3 separate regions of the Mus musculus genome follow, and all the other regions are linked to region 3. The links are chromatin contacts, called in public promoter capture Hi-C maps. All regions are on one chromosome and are shown on one strand. Each heading gives the region's core, a stretch centred on a gene start, on an enhancer-like site or on the middle of the called end of the contact. The rest is flanking DNA. Distances are from core to core; before and after follow the strand shown.

Region 1 (2,778 bases), core at 72-2,571, 1.1 Mb after region 3:
TGTCAGTGCCGGGAGAGGGCAGTGTGGGCTGCAGGCTGCTGACGCAAAGAGAGCTGTCTCCTGGAGACTCGGCCTGGCGCCTCTTCTCTCGAGTCCAGGCTGGCCGGGAGGGTCTGTTGGGACGGCTCTGGGCTGTGACCTTGTCCAGCACTGAGGTGGGCTGTGCCAGCTGACAGATACACCTGACGTAGTCATCCAGGCTGGGGGACGCTGGGGGTTCCTGCCCAGCTGCCCCATGTGACAGCTCTTCTGACATTTCCCGAATCGTTGGCAAATGGGGCACGGGCAGCAGAAGCCGGGACCTCATAGCTGCTAATAAAGCAAAAGCAACCTGTTAGCCAAGAGGAAACCAGTGGCGAGCCCGCCATGCCACCCTGACACCCTCCTACTTCCTCTCCCTCATCGGAGATGCTACACGGGGCTCGGGTACCCAGAAAACAATAAGAAACCTGCAGATCTGAGACCAAGGCTCACCCCCCTGCCCCCACCCGCACTCATCCTTCCAGCTACCACCAAAGTACCCAGCTCACTAAGGCTTCATCATTAGTGTTGTTTAAGAATAGCCAGATAGTCGGGGCTCAGTGGTAAGGGTACTTATTCTTGCAGAGAGCCTGAGTTCAGTTCTTAGCACACACATAGTGGCTCTAGCCATCTATAAATCAAGTTCCAGGGGTCTGACTGGCATGTGTGTAGCACACATACATTAGTGTAGGCAAAATATCCATGCATATAAAATAAAATAAATTAATTAAAAATTTTAAAATGAAGAACGAACAGGTAAGAAAACGGGGGGGGGGGTATTAATGTGGGGTCAGAGAACACCTAGGTTTTAAACTCGTCTCTGCCACTTAATGACTTAGAGACTGGCAATGTCACCTCTCTAAACCTCTAATTACTTGTCTGAAAAATAGGGTTATAAACATCCCACTGGCAGGGATATATGGGGAAATTCACGGAGACATAGCTTTGACATCACAGCTCTCCTGTAAACACAAAGGCCTTGTATAAACACCTTATTATCATAGTGGTCGGTGGTACCCACCCCCCTGCTCTCTATCCAGTAGTCAGGCCGTGAAAGCTCGGGATGAGAGATGCTCTCAGAGATAAACTAGCCCCGTGTTTTAAAAGTGTCAAGCCAAAGGGTGGCTGCTCTTCTTACCTGTAAGTCAGCAGTCAGGGTGGCAGGAGTCTAGATGGGTAAAGACTGTCTCCTCTAAAGGAAGCCCCAGAGGCGGGCAGTCACAGCCGGGTCTCTAGCTCTTGGTCCCTGGGAAGAGGACAGTCAGGACGATGTGCTGTGGTTTCTTCCCCTGTGCGGTCTGGCAAACCCAACACACACTGCTGCTTTTACACGGTTCCTCCGGTCATCAATCATTGTCAGGAAAAGCTCAAAATAACAGCACTTTGGAAGGTTCTCAGGGGAAAGCACAGAGGGTGGGGCTTGGCCCAGCTGCCAGCCTGGAATTTGTGTATGTGCCTGCAGGAGGTTGGGAAATATTTACACTGTAGGGTGAGGTGTGGGGCAGCCACCTCACCTGACTTAGACAGCTTTACTATGGGTAGAGAGCAAAGCCAGCCTGGGGGTTCCTGGGACCTGGGGACTGCTGGAACCTGGGACCTCCATAGGACCCCCATGGGCTTCCACCCCTGTCTGGTATAGCACAGTATTTTCTACTATGGATTACCCCAGGACCTGTGATCCTGTGACACGCCAGCCTTGTGCTAAGTTTTGCTGAGTTCCAGGCCTACACTTATGATCATGATAACACATGAGGCTTGCAGGGTGAGGGACATCACCTTACACAAGTGCCGGGGCAGCTTGACAGTCTGTCTGACTTCTCTCATAACATCTCAGATACTTTCAAGGAGAAATTTGCTTGCCCGTTGTTGGCCAGGCATGTGCCAGTGACTGCTAATGGCATAGCAAATACTGTGGACAAATCACCACGTATGATGCCTGTTTCCCAGTGAGAAGGATTATGGAGTCATCAGTGGGCAGGCGCAGTGACTCAGCACTCAGGATGGCTGCAAAATAGAGCGCCGAAGGGCTGTGGAGCAGCAGAAGAGGGGGTGGTCCAGGTCAGGTGGGCCAGATGATACCAAAGCAAGGGCAAGGCACTATAGGTTTGAGTAAGGAGCTGTAGTGTGGCTTCTGCCAGATGCCATGCTCGGGCAAATGACAGCAGCTGTGAGAAACCAGGGGACTCCAAGGGTGATACCAACACAGTGGCAGCTGAAGGCAAGATGGACAGCCCTGGGAAGGAACCGGCTTTGCGTTTCTCAGGCCTCAGCGCCTCTGCTCACCTACCCTCAGAAGCGGGAGGAAGAGGAGTTACAGAGGGAACAGTACGTTCAGGTCTGATACATGAGGGCTGGACAGACACTAGCCTCCTGCAGCATGGTGAGCTGCTGGTCTTGTGTCTATGCATTCCAAGTGTAGCATTAGAGTCATGGGTAAAGGCATGGGGACATTGGAGATACTGAACAATGCTTAAGTCAGGTGACAATTCCCAACTTACACCTGAATGATTCCACAGGACTCCAGCCTTTTGCCTGACTGTTTAGGCAAACACTGTGAGGCCGTATCAGGAAGCTGTGTGTGGTTTTGATAGCCTTAGACTCTTCTCTCTGTGGTCAGTGAGGTGTTTGAAACTAGGCATGACTGTTAGCCGACCATGAGATCCACACTGTGAGTGGGGGTGAGGCCATCCCCACGTGAAGGTTCTCATGACATCCCTGTTTTCACGGGGGCTTTCCAGGACAATGAAGAGAGAGGAG
Region 2 (2,867 bases), core at 165-2,664, 1.1 Mb after region 3:
TCCAGAGAAATATAAGCATTTAATCAAGGCAGGCTAGGGCTGTGGAGCAACAGCAGACCAGATCAGCAGCACATGTAAAACATACAAGGAGGGCTCAGGACACCTGAGGCCTATGTCCCAAGCAAGGTGAGAGAGACAACAAGGTGAACTGGGGCAGAGAGCACGACTCATGCTGGAGAGCCACAGGGAGACTCGCCCTCCCCACCGGCTGTTGACTTCTTCAGTTGCACAGGGGTGAATTGGAGAAGTTGGGAGTTACGGTGGAATTCCGTGCTTTTGGTTTGTCAAAACTTTTCGAAGCACCCAAATAATGAGCTCAGTTCTGATGCTTTCGGGCTGTGGGAAGAAACATGGGTTCCAACAACAGGTCACCAACCACAGGAAACCCTAGTTGGCAGAGAATGGATCACTCTCTAAGAACACGAGTGAAAGCTAAGTTGAAGAGGGACTGCAGGCTGGTCATTTTTAGCCCGCTGCAGGTAGGGAAATAGACAGAGAGTCTGTGACACAGGAAGTAAAGGGCGGAGCACAATCTCTTTGCCATCTCTTCGCCGGCCATAATTGGCACGGTGCGCTGCATTGGGGTCCAGAGACTCTAATGCCGTCTGTTTTCAAATACGTGAGTACCTACACTTTTAGAAGTCCCACTTCATACTCTAAAACGGCCCTGTGACTCTAAGAGGGTTAGAAACCAGGGAATGAGCCGAGCTGAGATGACTTACTTTGCGAGGGAGGGCAAGAGGTCCTGAAGTCAGGACTGGGAACCATGAAATAAAACAGAGTCAACAAAGCTCCCTTGCCTCACAGCCGCCCAGCTTCCCTAAGCTCCCAGCCTATAGCCTGGGGCTCTGCCTCAGCGCTGGCCAATCTCCTCAGAAAACAGCGACCGAGAGAGAGGAAACTAACTTTTTAAATTCACCAGCTCCTATTTTTTAATGTAGCTTTCTGAGAAGCCACAACTTTGCTTGCAGGTGCCACCTGGACAATAAATAAATGTCCCAGACTTCACGCGCGCGAACACACACTCCACCCTCCCTAGGAAGCGCACAGTAGTAGCTGTAGCGCCTGCGCAGAGGTCTTTGTTGAAACCCAAGTATCTGCGTTACCCAGGCTCCCTGGCCTCCGCCTGTGTAGACCGAGGGCCCCTGGGGACCCACTCCTACTGCTTTCTCTTTGCGTCCTGGGGTGCCCTCGAGGATTGGGGACTTAAGTGATGCGCGAAGCGCTTAGTGGTGTCCGTAAAGATCGAACAAGTGAGCAAATGCTCGGGGTCTACTTGAGGGGCATCAGTACCAAGCACCCTAGAAGGAAGAGATGGGCTGATAGGCAAAGCAGTTGACCAGAGAGAAGGGGCGTGTCCAGGGCGGAGAGGGGCGTGTTCGGGGGCGGGAGGAGGTGTGTCTAGGGTGGGCTGGGACGGACTTGATCCCTGCAGCAGATGCAGGGCTCTTGAGTCCGTGCAGGCACAATTCTAGTGCACGCGACCTCTCTTGCTGGTGGCCTCTGGACCGCGCGATGACTGAACGGTGAGTGATGCTCAGACTGCAAAGGTAGTGGGCATCCTTGGAGCACCCTACCTTCGACCCTGGGGCCGCGATCAGGCAGGGCGCTAGAGCCTGAGCACTTGCACCCCCAGCCGCAGTGCGCGAGTCTCCTCCCCCTGCCAGCCTGGCGCACTGCGGGCTTCCAGCCAAGGGCTGAGGGTGGCAAGGCGCCTAACATCTCCTAGATAAGGTACTTTCCGGGCAAAATCTTAGCAGGGCACGTGAATCCAACGGCCGGCTACACTTGTGCTCACCTCATCCTCCTCTCAGCCAGCTTCCTAGAAACACGATCTTAGAGGCGGGAAGAGGGTTTCAGCAAGACCTTAAGATTTTACAGCTGGAAAGCCAACGCTAGGATGATTACTCATCCAGACACTTGTTTCTCCGTCGCTGTTGGTGCGGTGGGCCATAACCAAAGGGCTACACAATATGCCACTCACGTATAGTTTCAGGGCTAAACTCCACCTGTCTCCTGATTCTTTGGGGCCCGTTCTCTTCTTTGAGATCTCCGGCACCTCACTATCTCTCTGGAGCCTGAAGCCCAATGTCGACAGTGTTTATTGTGGATGAAGTCCTAGGGTCATAGTTGTTTAAACTGGTGATGAACTCCAGATTGAAAATAGAAAGGATTTGACAGGGTCATACAATGCAGTCAGGGTAAGCTTTGAGCCCAGACCTTTGGGGAGGCTGGGTTGTTTAACCTAAAAGTATGTCGAAGAAAATGCTTGAAATTGTCTTTATTTATTTATTTATTTACTTACTTACTTACTTACTTATTATTGAGAAACAGACAGATGCACACTCACTCACACACCAGAGAGAGAGAGAGAGAGAGAGAGAGAGAGAGAGAGAGAGAGAGAGAGCGCATGTACATGTGTACCTGTGGGTCATAGTGGCTGTGTGCAAGACAACTCTGTGGCATCAGTCGTTTCTCCCCGTCCGCTTTCCTGTGACTTTTGAGGATTAAACTTAGGTCCTGAGGCTTTGGCAGCAAGCGCTTTACTCATAGAGCCTCCTCACCAGCCCTTGAAACTGTTTAAAAGTAAGCTATCAGCACTAGGAAGTCGCTGCAGGCCTAAAGCTTTTGCTGTTTCCCCAAACTTGTAGTTCCCCGAATCTCCTTCCTGCCTATGGGATTTCCCCTGGGACAAACCCTGAGATAGGATTGGAGCCCTGCCACCCCCTTGCTTGACCTTCGGTAGCGAAGATGGGCTGTGATATAGTCCCCTAGTTGCCCCAGGGACACTCTATACCAGCTGCCACTACAACTAGCTAACTCAAGGCCTAGAGGTGGCACAACAGTTGAGGTCACACACCAAGTCA
Region 3 (2,724 bases), core at 158-2,657:
CACAAGTGCTTAATAGCTAATTCCCCTTTTTCTTAGATATTTTCTTCATTTGCATTTTAAATGCTATCCTGAAAGTCCCCTATATCCTTCCCCCTCCCCCGCCCTGCTCCCCAACCCACACACTCCTGCCTCCTGGCCCTGGCATTCCCCTGTACTGGGGCATATAATCTTCGCAAGACCAAGGTCCTCTCCTCCCAATGATGGCCGACTAGGCCATCTTCTGCTACATATGCAGCTAGAGACACGAGCTCTGGGGGTACTGGTTAGTTCATATTGTTGTTCCACCTATAGGGTTGCAGATCCCTTCAGCTACTTGGGTACTTTCTCTAGCTCCTTCATTAGGGGCCCTGTGTTCCATCCAATAGATGACTGTGAGCATCCACTTCTGTATTTGCCAGGCACTGGCATAGCCTCACAAGAGACAGCTATATTAGGGTCCTATCGGCAAAATCTTGGTGGCATATGCAATAGTATCTGGGTTTAATTCCTTTTGATCAAAGTTGTGGGCTGTTTCGTGATGAGCTAAAACCCACATTGTGCTTGATGGTGCTTGGATCCTCCTGCCATGTTATCTTTTGTTTGAGAGTCTCTTAATATACTCAATGGAAAGAGGCCTAGGCTGGAAAAGAAAATACTCACAAGTGTCGACTCTCTTCTACTTGTACAATTATTGCAGACCTATGTACTTTTCTGTGTTCTCATAGAACAAAACAAGCTTAGTGATGCTGTGGTAGCCATGCAGGACTCCCTTCCAGACTGTAATAGGCTATGGTAAGGGCTGGTGGTTCTCAGTTAAATATTCCTCTGGGAATTCCCTCTGCCTTACCCTGGACTGCTATCTTCTTCTGGGAAGCCAGTATCTAATAACTACATGAAGAGGCAAGAGGTAGAAAGATCCAGATCTCGGGTCTGAAGATGGAAGACTACCAGACAGCCATTCAAGACACAGAGTTTCACAGCATCATGGCTTTCTGTTGTAACCACCCTGCAGTTCAACTTCTGTCCCTTAGAAGTGTGACTGCCACCTGCCATTCCTGAGACCTTGTCTCTACACAGATCTCAGAGAGTTCTGTGAATCCCACCAGAAAAGGTCCAGGATACTTAGTACCAGCAAGGCTCCCAGAAACATGACCTTAAGCTGGATATTAAAGATGGGCCATGAAGCTGAGTGAGGATGACCACGTCACTAGGGAGGTGGGCATTGACAGATTCGGTGTGAAGCTGAGGCACACTGAAAAGTGACGGCATGGAGTGCTGGAAGGAGGTATGCTGGAAGGAGGTATGCTGGCAGGTGTGCTGGCAGGTGTTCTGGAAGGTGTCCTGGCAGGTGTGCTAGCAGGTGTCCTGGCAGGTGTCCTGGCAGGTGTGCTGGCAGGTGTGCTGCCAGGTGTTATGGAGGGAGGCATGCTGGCAGGTGCAGCAGTTTAGGCTCCTGGGGCCAGAGGTGGTTATATGAGGCCTTTGGAGTCAGGTGACTGCTGCTGGGGACATCAACATCTTGAAGAGGAGAAAATCAATGAAGTTGGAGGATGACTGATTGATTACCATTGTGAAGCTGGGCAGTGCTGGAGCTAGGAGAAATTGTGCCACATTAAGATTAGGGCTTAGACTGAAAAGCAGAGACTCGCCATGTGTGGCATCACAGTTTCTCTTAGGTAAGTATGCAGTGGGTCATAGGGCAGGCTCAGGTTGACTATTTAAGAAACTGAATGTATGCATGTATGTATATCTCAAGATCTAGAAGGTATTCATATGGTGTGTGTGGACTCCTGAATTTGTTCCCTTCCCAATGTGTCTAGTTGAATAAATCTCTTTTCTCTGATTTTCACTAGAGCATGCACCTGTTGTTGGTATACTGAGGACTGGCATGCAAACCTTGCTTTTTAAGGCTGCTAGGGCCCAGGTTTGTACCTTAAACTCTGTAACATCAGAAGCAGTGGCACGGTGGGGCAATCAGGTCTGTAAACACAGTGCAAGTTTATGGAATTTCACAATGCTTCATTGCTAGATATCTCAGACTTTGCACTAAAGGGAAAAAAATCACCAAACAGGAAAGTAAAAAATAGTCAATATTAAAAAAAAAATCCCCAATGTAACCTGGCATTGTGGTGCAAGCTACTTAGGAATCTGAAGCAGGTCTGTGAGCTACCAGGTCTAGGTCTTTTTTTGCTAAGTAAGCAAAAAGCAGTGAAATTAGTGGTTTATCTTAACACACAGCTTCAAGCTGACTCAATCAAGAAAAACAAACAAAACTGACCCTTTTTTCTTTGTCTATATGTTGAAGATCAACCATCAAGGCCACATCACATTCTGATTCTGGAACTAACTAAACCAAATACAGCAAACCCTGTAGGAGTGGGGTGTAGTATAGCCCAGGGATTAGAGCACTTGCCTAACATGGATAAACTGTAGAGTTGACCTCCACTAAATAGATCTATAAATTTTTAAAAAAATGTAGTTTTGTTTTTGTTATGTGACCCAGGATGGCTTCAAATTCAGTAATTTTCTATTTTAGCTTTGTAAGTGCTTTACAGGCATGGACCACCACACTAGGCTTTCTTTGAAGTGGTTTGTTGTTGTTGTTTTGTTTTGAAGTTATAATTTTATTATAATATTTCCCCTTTCTATTTCTACCTCCAAACTCTCCCATATACTACTTCCTACTTGCCTTCAAATTCATAGCTTCTTTGTTTTCCAGTTGTTGCTGCATTCATGTAAGTACAC

Evidence for each region. Promoter capture Hi-C pulls out the DNA fragments that hold promoters and counts their contacts.
Region 1: a promoter capture Hi-C map of liver shows a contact between it and region 3, with 4 times the contacts expected there. The contact joins the promoter of Depp1 here to the enhancer-like site in region 3. A contact is called at or near these places in 4 of 39 promoter capture datasets (the 3T3-L1 cell line, hippocampal neurons, liver and 1 more) and 1 of 9 other capture datasets (adipose tissue).
Region 2: a promoter capture Hi-C map of liver shows a contact between it and region 3, with 4 times the contacts expected there. The contact joins the promoter of Rassf4 here to the enhancer-like site in region 3. A contact is called at or near these places in 3 of 39 promoter capture datasets (embryonic stem cells, hippocampal neurons and liver) and 3 of 115 datasets of contacts at active chromatin or transcription factors (embryonic forebrain, embryonic stem cells and stem cell-derived neural progenitor cells).

Annotation. Positions count from the first base shown.
Region 1 is chr6:116,649,227-116,652,004 of GRCm38.p6, reverse strand. It overlaps Depp1 (DEPP1 autophagy regulator), which reads right to left and starts at 1,321. Exons shown (of 2, transcript NM_145980.2): 1 at 1,160-1,321; 2 at 1-312. The coding sequence starts at 307. All of the region lies in intron 3 of Rassf4 (Ras association (RalGDS/AF-6) domain family member 4), which reads left to right.
Region 2 is chr6:116,672,383-116,675,249 of GRCm38.p6, reverse strand. It overlaps Rassf4 (Ras association (RalGDS/AF-6) domain family member 4), which reads left to right and starts at 1,414. Exons shown (of 11, transcript NM_178045.4): 1 at 1,414-1,526.
Region 3 is chr6:117,764,589-117,767,312 of GRCm38.p6, reverse strand. No RefSeq gene overlaps it. Among named protein-coding and RNA genes, the nearest start is that of 1700030F04Rik, 14 kb to the right of the region's middle. Within about 2 kb of position 1,407, at least 3 of the 459 cell types and tissues checked have an H3K27ac peak or open chromatin away from gene starts, as enhancers often do. A contact at or near this core is called in liver, where this site is marked.